Regions from separate parts of the Mus musculus genome. Here region 1 is linked to region 2. Evidence: chromatin contacts called from public HiChIP or PLAC-seq data. All regions are on one chromosome and are shown on one strand. The core of a region is the stretch at or near the end of the contact, and the rest is flanking DNA. Distances in the headings are between cores, read along the strand shown. Region 1 has its middle 13 kb from the start of Gm52714. Region 2 holds the start of B3galt6 (UDP-Gal:betaGal beta 1,3-galactosyltransferase, polypeptide 6).

Evidence for each region. HiChIP or PLAC-seq counts read pairs in DNA pulled down with a chosen protein or histone mark.
Region 1: a contact with region 2 is called in an H3K4me3 HiChIP or PLAC-seq map of the SCID.adh cell line, with 14 read pairs. The contact joins the enhancer-like site here to the promoter of B3galt6 in region 2. A contact is called at or near these places in 2 of 484 Hi-C or Micro-C datasets (embryonic retina and embryonic stem cells), 11 of 115 datasets of contacts at active chromatin or transcription factors (the 230-238 cell line, CD8 T cells, the SCID.adh cell line and 7 more) and 2 of 9 other capture datasets (adipose tissue and pancreatic islet).

The regions. Positions count from the first base shown.
Region 1 is chr4:156,074,917-156,079,492 of GRCm38.p6, reverse strand. No RefSeq gene overlaps it. Among named protein-coding and RNA genes, the nearest start is that of Gm52714, 13 kb to the right of the region's middle. Within about 2 kb of position 1,697, at least 212 of the 459 cell types and tissues checked have an H3K27ac peak or open chromatin away from gene starts, as enhancers often do. A contact at or near this core is called in the 230-238 cell line, CD8 T cells, the SCID.adh cell line and 4 more, where this site is marked.
Region 2 is chr4:155,991,201-155,995,995 of GRCm38.p6, reverse strand. B3galt6 (UDP-Gal:betaGal beta 1,3-galactosyltransferase, polypeptide 6) reads left to right here and starts at 3,318. Exons shown (of 1, transcript NM_080445.4): 1 at 3,318-4,795. The coding sequence starts at 3,380. The coding sequence ends at 4,357. It overlaps Sdf4 (stromal cell derived factor 4), which reads right to left and starts at 3,153. Exons shown (of 7, transcript NM_011341.5): 1 at 2,662-3,153.

The DNA of each region.
Region 1 (4,576 bases), core at 448-2,947, 85 kb before region 2:
AAAATTAGAAATGTTTTCCTCCATGCAGGGGTCTGAGCCCACATCAGAGAGTAGGTCCTGGGCTGTGTATGTGGACTCTGACTGCCTGATAATGAATGCCCCGTACAGGCTGGAGAACAGCAATTCCTACCCTTCCTGAGAACTATTAAGACAAAAGGGAGGGCTGGTGAGATGGCTCAGTGGGTAAGAGCACCCGACTGCTCTTCCGAAGGTCCGAAGTTCAAATCCCAGCAACCACATGGTGGCTCACAACCATCCGTAACGAGATCTGACGCCCTCTTCTGGTGTGTCTGAGGACAGCTACAATGTACTTACATATAATAAATAAATAAATAAATCTTTAAAAAAAAAAAAAAAAGAATTTATTAAAAAAAAAAAAAAAAAAAAGACAAAAGGGAGCCAGTCTCTTAGCATCCTGTTAGACAAGTGGGTGAGAGGGGTAGCTCAAGCCTATGCCTGTGGTGTGAGACAGCAGATTTTAAGAGGTGGGCAAGGGACTGGAGAGATGGCTCAGCGGTTAAGAGCACTGACTGCTCTTCCAGAGGTCCTGAGTTCAATTCCCAGCAACCACATGTCACAATCATGTGTAGTGGCATCTGATGCTCTCCTCCGGTGTGTCTGAAGGCAGCTACAGTGTACTCATATACATAAAATAAATAACCCTCTAAGGGGGGGGGGACTCAGAATACGTGGAAGATAAGTATCATGTAGGCTCTTGTAGGGCAGGTGGGTGTCCAATGACCTTGTCCTGGGGAAGAGCCTCAAAGTTCACACCAGGAGGATAAACTAGGACTGATGGGTTTTAGGAGAAAGCTGATGTGCAAGGTCAGAGAGAATTGGGGGGGGGGGGGGTCAGGGATATTCTGGTTGAGGGAGAAAAGGGTTTTAAACGTCTAGAGCTGGGGGGCGGGGTAGTGTGCATCTCCCTCATCTCTCTATTCTCTACGCCCCAAGTTCCCTATGAATTAGTCCATCCTGTCACTCTTTGGACGGGGAAAATGGAAGGAAACATCCATCATGGGGGATGAAGAGGCCCTAGGCCTGGAAGGGGGCAGGAACGGATGGTACACACAGAAAACTGCCTGAAGAGTAGGGTCTGGAGTACTGAATCTTAAAATTCTCCAAGGTGTGAGGCAGAGGGGCAGCTGCTGGGCCAGGCGCCCGTGTGGCTGAAGGATCTAGCCACTCCCTGGGGCCAATTCTTATTTTTGGTTGCGCTCACACAATCCAGTTCGCCCTCATTTGTCCGCGTTAATTGGGCACAGGTGGGGATGTCAAGCAAACAAAGGCGCGGTCTCCTGCGGTCTCCTGGCCGGTGACCCCTTCCTTTCCCGCTGCCTGGCGCGGGAAGAGCCTGCTTGGGCCAGGAGACCGACTAGAAACGCACAGTCCCAGGCCGGGACCCCGCCGCCGCCCTGTGCGCATCAGTTAAGAGCTGGGCGCAGGGCCGGGTTGGATAGGGGGCTCGTGTCCCCAATTCAGCGGCGGGCACCTGCGCCGGCTTCTCCAGCCCCGCCCAGCTCCTGGTTGGCAGCGGACAGTGGGTGGGGAGCTCGACGGCGTACTCTCCTTCCGTCCCTTCTGAGTTCGAGTTGGCTGGGAGCCATCGTCACAGGAGGAAACCAGAAACGCCAGGTGCGCGCCTGGGACCGCCCTGCCCGCCCTGGGCTGGCCTCGGCTCCGCGGAAGCCCTAGCCGGGGGCCAGCGTCCTCCCGGGTGCACAGGTCTTCAGAGCGCGCCGCCCTGGTGGAGAAGGGTCCCACTAGCTAGGGACCTCCAGCAGGAGGGAGGGGCTGCCCTCCTGGAATTTGGAAGGCAAGCAAGCACCCGTTGCGTCCAAGTCACCCCAACCCTAGGAGCAGTTTCCGAACACGAGGCGGTGCTTTGATAGTGGCCGCTCCCTCCCTTTTCTGTGGCTTCCGAGGCCGGGGCTTGCAGCCCTCCCAGCTTCCCCGTTAGTTGGTTCGCTTGACCGCTGAGCTAGATAGTGGGGACTCCTCAGACAGAGGGAAAGGTTTCCGGGAAGGGGTTTAATGGAGAGCTGCTTTATCCCCACTTCACTTATTTCATGGCACATCCTTAGGTTTATACTCCTGTCATCAAGGGTAGCAGTCGCCCCAACTAGCTCCTGGCCTGGAGGAAGGAGGAGCCGTGATGGGGGGTGGGGGTGGGTGTTCCTCTGTCCCCAAGGGAAAAGAAAGGCATGCTCCCTTTTCTGGGGGCACCCCCAGTCCTCTTGTTCTGTGCGTTAGCCACTGGGCTCCTCCTGTTCACATTCACAAAACACATATACACAGGCATACATAGTCATGCGTGCTCAAACATAAACACCCTCCCTTACTGAGAGCACGTATGTGCTCTAACGTCTGAGCCAAGTGATATTACTTAAAAGCTCTCGGCCTCAGCATAGATTCTAAAGAGCCACTTCCTGGTGCACTCTCTTTTATGGGCTTTCTGCCTCCTGCTGGCCTGGGGCAAAGGAATAGGACAGCCACACAAACAAAAACAAAAATCTAGGCGACAAGACTTTGTTTTCCTGTGGTCTCTACAGATCTTGGGCCCTCATGACCTGCTGATGACCTGTTCCAGTTGGAGGATTTACCAAGGTTTTCTTATCTCAACAGCTCCATTTTCTCTAACATGGGCAGGCAGGCTAGTCCCCATTCCTACAGGAAGCTCTCCCCCTCCCCCAAATTGCTTTCTGTACATCCAGGCACTGAATGTTAGCAATTTTATTCATTCCTGAGGACGCAGAGGAATTAAGACAGGCATAGGAAGGAAAGAGGGAGGTAGGTCAGGAGGAAGCCGTTGAGGGCCTTGTACGGAAGTGCTGCAGCGTGCATGTGAGAAGCCCTCCCTGGAGCACAGAAAGGGTGGTCTCTGTTCCTATAGCCCACTGGCCTTAGGTATGCTAGTTTGTTTTCCAAGAACTATAGAATGTGGAAAACCTCACAGCAATTCAGAGGAAGGTCTTTTAACCTGACAGTCTCTGTTTCTCTGAAAACCCTGACAGGAGGGGCTGTGTCCTTCTTGGATACACAGCAACCCTCCCAAAGGTCTTCATAGTATGTGGCCATGTGGGGTAAATAGAGACTAGATAGGGGCCTGGATGGCTGGCAGGAGTGAGAGACACCTACCTGGAATTTGGAACAATCACCCATTGATTCTAAAGTCACCTTAACCCTAGGATCAGTTTCCCTTTCACAGCCTAGGGTGGGGCTTGTCCAGAGGACTCCCTCTCACCTCACTGCAGCTCCCAAGGATGGGGCCAAAGCCCTCTTAGCTTACTGGTTATTAGTCAAACTACTGAATTATCGTGAAGACTCCCTAGATAGAAGGGAAGGCTTCCAGTTCTGGGCTTTTTAGTGTTGATGTGTCATCTATAGGAGCTGAGAATGTAGATGTCAATGCTCGAGTGCATGTTTGATAAGTCCTAGGCTCTGGGTTCCAATGTATGTTTTTGTGTGGTTGTGTGCACATGCATGTGCATGCATGGGAAACCAGTGATTGACACTGGATCTCTTCCTCAATTGTGCTCCAACATTATATCACATCACACACACACACACACACACACACACACACACACACACACACAGAGAGAGTCATGCATGGGATTACAGATGCATGGCTCAGCACCCAGCTCTTATGTGACTATTGGGAAACTTGTCATCACAGTTGTGTGGCAAATACTTTATGGAGCCATCTCACAACCCTGAGGATTATAAATGTGTTTTCTGACAAGCCCGTGCCAGCCTCATAATCCAAGAATAGCTGAGCATTGTGGCACGTGTCTTTAATGCCCTTAATCCCAGTACTTGGGAATCAGAGACATAACTGTCTCTGTGAATTCCAGACCAGCTAGGGCTACATAGGAAAAACCTGCCTCAAAACAAAACAAACCCAACAATAACAACCACAAGAATCCAGGAACAGTATGGTTGTGTACAGGTCTTGGACAGCTTGCAAGCTCACATGCTCCCTCTGATTCCCATCATATGTGTATGTTGTTGCTGTTTGTCGGTGGGTGTTAAACTAAGGGTTTTGTGTATGTTAGGCAAGTAGCAAGTTCTCTGCTACAGAGCTACACCTTCACCCCCAGGTCTGTGATTTTGAAAGAAGGGGCCAACAATGGCTTAAACTATATTCAGTGCAATGTGGGCATTTGAAAACTGGAGGCGAGAGAAAGGCCTGACTGAGTCTCAAGCTCAGAGACCTTTTTGTTCTGTGCTGAGGTGTGTCCCATTTCTGTTCTTAGCTGGTGCAAACAGAGAACATCTTTGATCTGGGCCATGCTGCTGAAAGCAAGATTTACCAAAATCTTCTTTAGAAAAGCATTTTAACTTTAGCTACCTGCTGCTTCAATTGCTCAGAGTAACTTTTTGCTTCTTGCTTCCCACCTTACTAGGGATTTGTCTTAGAAAAAAAAAGAAGAAAGGAGAAAAGTATGGGTACCCTGTATGGTTCCTCCAGAAGCCGATATATCGGTGTTTTCTTGATACAGATGGGGACTGAGGCTTGTCCAAGATAGTCCGTGTAGGAAAGGAAAGACTAAACATCTTAATTGTGGCATGG
Region 2 (4,795 bases), core at 2,069-4,568:
TCCTTTGTAGCCAGTCTTTGCTACTTTGTGGGTTCTTCTTTTTCCCATCCTTTATCTGTCTCTGGTTTCATCCCCTATCACTAGATAGGAGAGAAGAAGGATAGAGGGGGGAGAAAGAGAGATCTCTGCATCTAATTTTTTTCTCTTGTTTCTTCTTTGAGAATGACTACTAGCAAACCATAACCAACCTCCCTGAACACCCACCAATCACACCTCTAGGTGCCCTAGCATTTATATATCCTCTGAAAAGTTCCCAGAATTCCAAATGTCAATCAATCGCAGAACATTTTCTATAGCTGGCAAAACCACGCCTCTGCTACAGCGCAAGGCAAATCACAGTCAGCTGCCATGGAGAGTCCAGAGCAGCCCCACATCTTTATGCCTGGGATTAAAATGGAAGCACACCCTTATAATATTTGTGATTTTTAAAGCAACCAAAATTCCAAATTCTCACTATCAACCTTTAATCCCAGCACTTGGGTGATAACCAGGGCTACACAGAGAAGTATTGTCTCAGGGAGAGAAAAAAAAAAAAAAAAAAAAAAAAGACAGACCACCACAGTTAAGTGGAAGCAAATGCTTCACTAAATATATTTATTTCATAACATGATTTAATAATCAGGACCAACCATATATTCCAGCAGGATATGGTGACATTCAACTTTAATCCCAGCACACAGGAGGTGGACATGGGTGGATCTCTGAGTTCAAGGCCAGTCTGGTCCACACTGTGAGCTCCAAGCCAGCCATGGATAAACAGTAAGATCCTATCTCCAAACAAGATCCACACACAAGGGGCTAGGGATATATATATATATATATTATATATATATAGCTCAGGCAGGGGTGAAACACTTGTCTGGTGTGCTCAAGTCCTAGGGCTGATCCCAGCACTACCGGGGGGGGGGGGGGGGGGGGAATGAAGAAGAAAAAGTGAAAAAGGAAAACAACAAATGATGTTTTTACTTTTTAAAAAAGAAACTGGAGAAATGTACTTGGCCAGGCTAAAGTTGCAGCACTTCCTGTACCCTAACCCCACACACCAACAACACAACAACGTAAACCTGACTCCATTCCTCCCTAATCACTATTCCAGTGTGTATTGGACGGCTGCGGTCACTCATTCTCCAGACCCCAGCTTGACCACAGAGCTCTGTGACCTTGGTTAAGGCATCTGACCTTTGCTGTAGAGAATCTATTATAAGCATCACCTGTCAATAAAAAAGCCTATGGTTAATGAGCTAAGGCAGAGAATAGGAGGTGGGACATCTGGCAGGGGTAGAGAGAATTCTGGGAAATGCTCAAGGATTTGCCCCGGAATGATGAGGAGACGGGTGTAAGAATACAAGGAGAAGAAAACAGGCATGAAACTCAGGAGTTTCATCTTGTCATAGCTTCTACACATATCAGTTTCCAACCAGTAGTAAAAAGGAATGCTAGTGACACCTGTAGTGGAGGTGACAATGATACCCCTTGATTTGCCATCAATCGAAGTCAGATGGCATTCTATTTGTCAAAGTCACAACTGTTTTATGATCATTTGTTAATCTCTACCTGGGCCTAATTTCTAAATTAAAATTTGCTGTACCTATAACAGTCTACTCAGGACTTAGTTCCACCTAGGTTTCAGGAATACACAGGGTGGCTGGGGGAATATCTGTACTTCTTTGCCATCCTTACATTATAATTCTGATGAAATCAAACTATATATTTTGTTTCTTTTGCTTTTTTGTTTTGTTTTGAGACAGGGTCTCACAATGAAGCCTTGGTTGGCCAGGAACTTGCCAAGCAGACTGACTAGGCTTGCTTCGAGTTACAGGCAGTAGACTCAATAGTTCAAGGCCAGCCTCAGCTACATAGTAAGTTCAGGCAGGCTACATGAAACCCTGTCTGGAACCTATCGCTAACAACAACAAAAGAGGAAAGGGAAAAAAAAAAAGACCACCAAAGTCTAAAAACCAACAGTGTAAAACAGCCCAAAAGCTGGTAGTGGACTGATGATTTAGCCCAGTAGTAGAGCCTTTGCCCAGCATTTACGGTGCTGGATTCGATCTCCTCCAGCAACACAAAAATAGGAATGTAAAGAAATAAAGCCTGGCAGGAAGAAAAAAAAAAAAGTTAAGTAAAAGAAAAGAAAAAGCCTTTAATTCTAGCACTAAGGAGGCAAAGGCAGGCGATCTCTGAGTTCCAGTGCAGCCACTCTGGTCTACAGAGTGAGCTCCAGCACAGCCCGAGCTACACGGAGAAAGCTCGCTCGTCTCGAAAAACGTCAACAACAACAACAGTAAGTAAAAGCAATGTCGGTTTAAGAACTACGCCGAACAGTACCGGAGAAGAACGCCCACCAACCCGGGCTGGGCAGGAAGGTTTTACCCAGGCCTTCCATTTCCAGCTCACACTACTAGAACTCATGGCGCACGTTTTACCAAAGGGGAAACCGAGGCAGAGATGCTGCTGGACCACAAGTTGAGGTCACAACGCCAGCCGGTAACAGAGCCCCGAGCCTCAGATCCCCCGCGGCAGTGAGTTCCGGAAGCAGCAGCCGAGGAAGAGGGCGGCCCGCGGGGTCGAGCCGGCTCAGACCTGGCGCGATTCGAACGCTACCCGAATGGCCTCCCAAGCCCGCCCCTCGCACGGCGACTGCAGGGACCCCTCACTCACCCCGGCTTCTGATGCGCCGGGTCTGGGCGCCCGCCAAGTCTTACGCAGAACTCGGCTCAGGCCGCCGCCATCTTTCTTCCGGGAAGGGGCGAATAAGACAACCGGGAACGGTGGGGAAAAAAACACCCGGCCTCCGGTACGAATCTCGAAGCCGCCATCTTTCTTATGGGCGGAAGCAGCCTCTGCGAAGCAACCAATAGGAATGGCGCGCGGGGTCACGTGTCAATCATTCTGGGCCCAGCCCTATCCTTCAAAGCCGCCCTGGATATCAGCTCCGGGGAGTCGAAACCCCCAGCCACGGTGCGCCTCGGGGCTCCTCCCACGTTACCAGGCCTAACCGGCCGCGCCAGTCTCCGAGTCGCGCAGGCGCCTTCCAGCGTCCGAGTCGAGTCGCGCAGGCGCCTTCCAGCGTCCGAGTCGCGCAGGCGCCTTCCAGCGTCCGAGTCGCGCAGGCGCCTTCCAGCCTCCGAGCCTTCCAGTCTCCGAGTCGCGCAGGCGCCTTCCAGTCTCCGAGTCGAGTCGCGCAGGCGCCTTCCAGTCTCCGAGTCGAGTCGCGCAGGCGCCTTCCAGTCTCCGAGTCGCGCAGGCGCCTTCCAGCCTCCGAGTCGCGCAGGCGCCTTCCAGCCTCCGAGTCGCGCAGGCGCCTTCCAGCGTCCGAGTCGCGCAGGCGCCTTCCAGCGTCCGCGCCTGCGCTCCTCGGCGGCCTCTCGCCCGCAGCATGAAGGTATTCCGGCGCGCTTGGCGGCACCGGGTGGCGCTGGGCCTAGGCGGCCTGGCGTTCTGCGGCACCACTCTGTTGTACCTGGCGCGCTGCGCTTCCGAGGGCGAGACGCCCTCCGCTTCCGGAGCCGCTCGGCCCCGCGCTAAGGCCTTCCTGGCGGTGCTGGTGGCCAGTGCGCCCCGCGCGGTCGAGCGCCGCACCGCAGTGCGCAGCACGTGGCTGGCACCGGAGAGGCGTGGCGGACCCGAGGACGTGTGGGCGCGCTTCGCCGTGGGCACTGGCGGCTTAGGCTCGGAGGAGCGGCGCGCTCTTGAGCTCGAGCAGGCGCAGCACGGGGACCTGCTGCTGCTGCCCGCCCTGCGCGACGCCTACGAGAACCTCACGGCCAAGGTCCTGGCCATGCTGACCTGGCTGGATGAGCGCGTGGACTTCGAGTTCGTGCTCAAGGCGGACGACGACTCCTTTGCGCGCCTGGACGCTATCCTGGTGGACCTACGCGCACGGGAGCCCGCACGCCGCCGGCGCCTCTACTGGGGCTTCTTTTCCGGGCGCGGGCGCGTCAAGCCGGGAGGTCGCTGGCGAGAAGCAGCCTGGCAACTCTGCGACTACTACCTGCCCTACGCGTTGGGCGGTGGCTATGTCCTTTCTGCGGACCTGGTGCATTACCTGCGCCTCAGCCGCGAGTACCTGCGCGCGTGGCACAGTGAAGACGTATCGCTGGGCACCTGGCTGGCACCAGTGGATGTGCAACGGGAGCACGACCCACGCTTCGACACGGAGTACAAATCTCGAGGCTGCAACAATCAGTATCTGGTGACACACAAGCAAAGCCCAGAGGACATGTTGGAGAAGCAACAGATGTTGCTGCATGAGGGCCGGTTGTGCAAGCATGAGGTGCAGTTGCGCCTTTCCTATGTCTATGACTGGTCAGCTCCACCCTCCCAGTGCTGCCAGCGCAAGGAGGGCGTTCCCTGATGTCACTGCAGGTGCCGGGGTCTCTCCTGACACAGGCCAAGCATCCTGAACAATCTGATAAATGATCTGGGCTGAGCTTGGTTTATCCAATTGCTGTTGAGACCTTGGGACTGATGGCCAGAGACAGCTAACAATGTCTAGTCCACTGAGGGTGCCATTAGTGGTCTGGTGTAAGGCCTACCCAAGGACATCTGGTTATGAATGTGGAGATTGCATCTGAGCGCGTGCGCGCGCACGCGCGCGCACACACACACACACATGCACACACACTGACCATGTAATGCCACCTATCAGCCATCTGGAGTGTGAGGGAAGGGCCTCCTCACTTGATGAGTTTAGAGTGCCCTCATTCTGCAAACTCTGCAGCTCACTGCCCATCTTGATTGTTCTGCACAGCCTCACCTGCAGACTGTGTTGAATTCATCTCAAAATGTTACT